Regions from separate parts of the Sus scrofa genome. Here region 1 is linked to region 2. Evidence: chromatin contacts called from public Hi-C data. All regions are on one chromosome and are shown on one strand. Each heading gives the region's core, a stretch centred on a gene start, on an enhancer-like site or on the middle of the called end of the contact. The rest is flanking DNA. Distances are from core to core; before and after follow the strand shown. Region 1 overlaps DOK7 (protein Dok-7). Region 2 has its middle 8.1 kb from the start of RGS12.

The links. A called contact is a pair of places that touch in the nucleus more often than the background predicts.
Region 1: a Hi-C map of liver shows a contact between it and region 2, with 8 times the contacts expected there. The contact joins two enhancer-like sites. A contact is called at or near these places in 1 of 5 promoter capture datasets (fetal skeletal muscle) and 2 of 47 Hi-C or Micro-C datasets (liver and skeletal muscle).

Annotation. Positions count from the first base shown.
Region 1 is chr8:2,106,125-2,108,824 of Sscrofa11.1, forward strand. It overlaps DOK7 (protein Dok-7), which reads left to right. Exons shown (of 11, transcript XM_021100945.1): 5 at 2,022-2,141. Among named protein-coding and RNA genes, the nearest start is that of DOK7, 18 kb to the left of the region's middle. Within about 2 kb of position 1,292, at least 29 of the 83 cell types and tissues checked have an H3K27ac peak or open chromatin away from gene starts, as enhancers often do. A contact at or near this core is called in fetal skeletal muscle, liver and skeletal muscle, where this site is marked.
Region 2 is chr8:1,961,914-1,964,613 of Sscrofa11.1, forward strand. No RefSeq gene overlaps it. Among named protein-coding and RNA genes, the nearest start is that of RGS12, 8.1 kb to the right of the region's middle. Within about 2 kb of position 1,293, at least 75 of the 83 cell types and tissues checked have an H3K27ac peak or open chromatin away from gene starts, as enhancers often do. A contact at or near this core is called in fetal skeletal muscle, liver and skeletal muscle, where this site is marked.

The DNA.
Region 1 (2,700 bases), core at 42-2,541, 140 kb after region 2:
AGGCTTCATTCATCTTTTTGTCTTTTTCAGGGCCGCACCTGTGGCATGTGCACGTTCCCGGCATAGGGGTTGCGTCGGAACCGCAACTGCAGGTCTATACCACAGTCCCGGCAACACAGGATCCGAGCCACATTTGCCATCTACACCACAGCTCATGGCAGTGCCAGTTCCTTAACCCTCTGAGCGAGGCCAGGGGTGGAACCCACATCCTCACGGACACTCTGTTGGGTTCTTAACCACTGAACCACAGCAGGAACTCCCGAACTTTTCTTCTTTCTCTCAAAATAAGGGCAGAGAAAACTGGTATTTTAATTAGTAGATACTTTTACTCTATCAGGAAATGCTGCAAAATAATATCCCACGGGGCTCAGTTGATGGCGCCAACTTTCTGAGTGACAGTGTCGTTTGGACAGAGTGCGCCTCAGAGGTGGGGTCCCCTGAAGTGATCACCAGGTGAACAGCCAGGGATCGGGGGTCAGGAGAGGAGAAGGGGCGTTACAGGTGGCCAAGGGGTGGGGGTGTCGTGGGCTGGGGTTGGCCACTCCCGCGGAGAGGTGTCAGGGCACGCTTCGGGAGCTGGGGGCCGGGAGGGGGCCGCAGGGCGGAGCAGGGCCTGAGTCGGGGTGAGGTCCGCACTGGATCTGGGAGCCCTTGTCCCTCGGTCTCCAGGCTCAGGCAGGCCCCTGAGACGTGTGTCCCTGCAGGAGCACCTGGAGCCGGGGACGCGGCGGGGCGGTGGCCATGCTCCCTCCCAGGCCTCCAGCTCCCCGGAGCGCAGCTCGGCAGACGCCCGGTGGAATGCCGCCGGCTCCACTCCCTCCGAAACGTGGTTTTTTATAGTTGGAGGACTGACTGTGCCGTGGCCTCTGCCAGCTGCCTGTAAGCTGGGATTAGAGGCCTGGCCCTGGGGGAGCTGGGCAGCCAGGACGGGGCCTCCTTCCCGCCCGCCCACCGGCGGCCAAGGTCCTGGCACAAGTTCTCGGCTGACGCATCTTGGCCAAGAGGGCCTCGCGGGTGCCCCGGGTGGGCGCCAGGGTGGGCCTCACCCTGCTCCAGTCAGAGGTCGGGACGTGGCTTCTCTGGGCCTGTTTCCTCATCTTGAAAGCAGGCATGTCACCGGTTGGGGCCCTGGGTGACCGGCCCGGGCACAGTGGTGTCGCCACGTGTGGGGCTGGCCCGAGTCCCTGGGATTTGGTGCAGGCAGCTCCCCCCGCCCTGCCCCCACTGTGCCTTCCCCCAGAGGGCGTCTGTCTTTCTTTGGGCAAAGGGCAGAGGGCGAGCCGCTGAGGGATTCCTGTGCGGTGACACCACGCTGGGCGTCCAGCCCACGTGACCTGCTGTCCCCATTCACTCGGCCTGGGGACTTCATTCACGCTGGCGGGGCTCCGGCCCAGCGCAGGCCCCCACGGCTGCTCTGCCCTGGCTCCCTTGCAGCAGCTGCCGGCCCCAGGCGCCCCCTCTGCCCGAGCCCCCCGGGGCTGGGATCAGCCAGGCCTTCCCTCTGTGAGTGGGAGCTCACCCCTCACCGCAGGACCTCAGCCTTAGCTGTGCCCCGGGCCCCAGCCCCACACCCCGGAAACGCGCCCAGGAGGAGAGGAGAGGCTGCGAGGAAGGCGGGCAGGCGCCGCTGGCGGTGGTTCCCCAGGCTGTGCCCTCTGCCCCCACCCCTCAAAAGAGCGTGAAGTTTCTGGGCTTCTGCCCCGCACCCCCGTCCTCCAGAAGCCACCCCAGCTCTCTAGAGAGTCGGCTGACCAGGGCCAGCAGGCAGGACTTCCTCTGCTGCCCTGTTGCTGCCCTGTAGCCGGGACTGGCCGGGCTGCTGCCCCTGGGCCTGGGGAGCCGCCGTGTGGCCTGAGCCACCAGGACAGGGGCCAGGAGGTGCTCTGGGGACACTGCCCGGGTGTGGGGACAACTCGCGGGTTTGCTCTGGCTTCTGTGGCCGTCCACGGCCCGTGGCCCTGAGCCCACCCTGCAGGCCCCCTGTGCTCTGGCCAGGCTGACCCGGTCTGGCCTCTCCGCAGGGGCTGGGGTCTTCTTCCTGTCCTCGGCCGAGGGTGAGCAGATCAGCTTCCTGTTCGACTGCATCGTCCGAGGCATCTCCCCGACCAGGGGCCCCTTTGGGCTGCGGCCGCTTCTCCCAGGTGTGTGCGGGGACCCATTCAGCAGGGTGGGGGGGGGTGGGCTGCCTCCCTCCTGCCCTGGGATCCCCTCGGGGCTCCAGGGGGCCGGCCACTCACATCCGCACTGCGCCCCCTCCACGCGGTCTGAGCAGCGGGGATGCCCTGGGGCTCGGCTTCTCGTTGGAACAGTTACGCTGCAGCTGTTCCGGGCTGACCAGCAAGAGGCCGGGGACCTGGAGATCCTGCCGAGCTGGCCGTCTCCCAGGCCTGGGTGGGGGCCTTGTCTGAGGTCCCTGAGAAAGGGGGCTGGGGTCAGGGCTGGTGCCGTCTGAGCTGGCGTTTGGGCTGGAAGCCGCCTTGTGAGGTGAGGTCTCAGCAGCTTGGGGGGTGGGTGCAAAGGCTGCACTGAACGGGGCAGGTCTCCCCACTTCCCGGCTGTGGCCAGGGCCAGACTGGGCCCCGGAGGCTCCCTGGGCACTTCCTCTCGCTGACTGAGGGCCGCCCTCCCCTCAGGGCCCACTGCAAAGGCTAGTCCTGGTCATCACCGCTTCCCCCGACCCAGGCGGTCCTGCTGACACTC
Region 2 (2,700 bases), core at 43-2,542:
TCCAAATACCGTCCCAAAGGGGAATAGGCTTCGAGGTGTGAATTTAGGGGGGCACGTTCAGTCTGTGGCTGTGCTGTTGTGGAGCCGCAGAGCCTGAGAGCTCAGCAGAGCACAGCAGCCCTCCCGGCGGCCAGCACTCTCCGCCACAGCAGCTCCCAGCTCCGCACGCGCATTTGCAAATGCAAGTGTAAGGGGAAAGGGGAACCGAAGGGAATGTGAAGCATAACTTAGGATGCTAGGGTTTTCCCTCGTTGGTGGAGGGGTTTGAAGAGGGAGGGTTGGTGTATTTTTCACGATGATTTAATATACACCCAGTAGACTCCAGCCAGATTTGGGTGCTGGCTGCTTAACTGAAAGTCGAGGCCTGACTAGTTGGGATCCTGGGCTTGTACAATAAATGCCCAGCAGACTGTTTCCTGAAAATACTCTGGCTGGTCACTGTGACTAAAACGGTTGGAATTTCCAAAAAAGTAGTGACTGCTGAGGAAGAGGAGAACTGGAGGCAGGGGAGAGGCCACCCTGGTCGGTCTTGTGTGGGACAAGGCTGGGTGTCTGGACAGGGGGCGGGGAGGAACAGGCCCCCTCGGAACCTCCGGGGCACCGGCTGCCTGGCCCCTCCACCCTGTTGGCGTAGTAGGGGGTGTCTGTGCCCTTCCCTCCGCTTCCCTTCCTTAAAAACAAACCAGGTTCCCGGTGGAACGCAGTCTGCCCCAGGAGGGGCGGGGTCCCCCAAGAGGAGGGGGGCGCGGAGGAAGGGTCACCAGTGCCCTTGGGAGGGCGTGAAAGGAGACCGGGGAGGACGCGGGAGGGAGCCCGGGCTGGGGGGCCTGGGAAGGCCGAGGCAGGAGGGGAGCCAGGCCTGGGGGGGCCCAGGGCGTCAACAGGCAGAGCGGGACCAGCCACCTCGCGGGCAGCGGAAGTCCCGCCCCAGAGCCGGGAGGTCCCGCCCCTCAAGACCGCCCCCTCACACCCCGCCCTTCACTTCACAGCCACGCCCCTCTTCCTGTCCCGCCTCCTGCAAGCTCTTTCCCTCGTCTTTTTCAACACTCTCCCTGGAAGCGCCGCCCCCGTCCTGTCCATTGGATTCCCGTCCGTGAGTGGGCTCCACAGGCCGTGCATTCCGGCCCCATCCTAAGGGCCGCCCCTCGACGTTGGAGGCCACAACCCCGCCCACCTTGCTCCCGGAGGGCGCGCTCCTCCCTCGACCCCGCCCACAGCCCCTCCCCTGAGGCCGCGCCCCCTCCGCGGCTTCGCCACGGCCGCCCCGTCCTCTCAGGAGGTACCGCCCCTTGCACGGCCTGGTCCTGCAGCTCCGCCCCGCCCACCAGGCGGCCCCGCCCCCGAAGAGCCCCGCCCCTCTCGGCCCCGCCCCTCGGCCCCCGGCGACGGCGGCGACCGTTGGGCGCGCGGGCGGAGCGGATCGCGGCCGGAGGGCGAGCGGCCGGTAGGTTGCGGGCCGGGCGCTGGCCGCCCCGCCTCCACTTTCTTTCTTCCCCGGGCGCGCGCTCGCGCCCTCCGCGGCCCGCCCCGCCCTGCGGAGCGGAGGGTGCTGGGGCGGCCGGCTCCCTGGGGTCCCGCGCTCGGGGCCGCCGGCCACCTTCGCCCGCCTTTTGTTCCCGGGCCCAACTCCAGGCCGGGCCGTGGGGCGGCCGCGGGGCCAGCCCGGGCCTGGGCGGGATCGAGGGCCGGCGCCGGGGTCGGGCGCTGGCGGCCGAGGGCGCGGGCCCGCCGTGCCCACCGCGTCCGCTCGGACGTCGTCCGGGCCGAGCCGCCCGGGCTCGCGAGTTTCCTGTCCGACCTCGCAGGCGGCCGCATTGTTTGGCCAGAGGCCGTCTCCAGAGACCCCAACTCTGGAAGCAACTGCAGCAACTCCGGTGCAGTGCCAGGCGCCTTCCCGTCCCAGGCCCCGTGCTCAGCGCAGGGTGTCGGGGTGCCGCAGCGAGGCCCCAGCGTTGAGGGGTGTCGACCGAGCGGTCCAGCGTATAGGTGTAGACAGAGTGTCTAGAGTTGTGGGGTGTAGACACAGTGGCCCAGAGTTGTTGGGTGTAGGCAGAGTGGTCTAGAGTGTGGGTGTAGACAGTGGCCCAAAGTGTAGGTGTAGACAGAGTGACCTGCAGTTGTGGGTGTAGACAGAGCAGCCCTGGGTTGTGCGGTGTAGACAGAGCCCTGGGCAGGCAACCACTCTGTCTGTGCTTCCCCATTGCTGGACTGGGCTTGGAATGGGACCTGCCCCGGGCCCCTCCGGGTTGTGGGTGGGTCTCCCGCCACATGGTCAGTGTCTGTTGCTTTCGTGGTCGCCGTGTGCCGTGATGGGAAGGGCACTTGTAAGGTCGTGGACCTGCAGGCAGGGACAGCGAGGTGGCTCCCCTTCCCAGGAGAGGAGCGGGGAGACACCCCACCCTGGTCTGCGGCAGGAGCCTGAGCAGGTAGTGGGAGAGGGCGACGCGCAGGGGAATGTGTTTCAAGTTTTACTTTAGAAACAGTTGTCACAGTGCGAGGTTTCGTCCAAACGCCTCCTGCCTCGCTTTGTGCCAAGAGGTGATAGGCACGGGGTGCCCTGCAGAGGACCTGGGCCTCAGGGGTGCTCCTCAGATGGGAACATCCTGTTGAGGAGGCGCCCACAGCGGGCACTGGGTGATGGTGACGGGCAGAGGTCACAGGGAGGTCACCAAAGATGAGGGCTGGACATGTTGAGCGGAC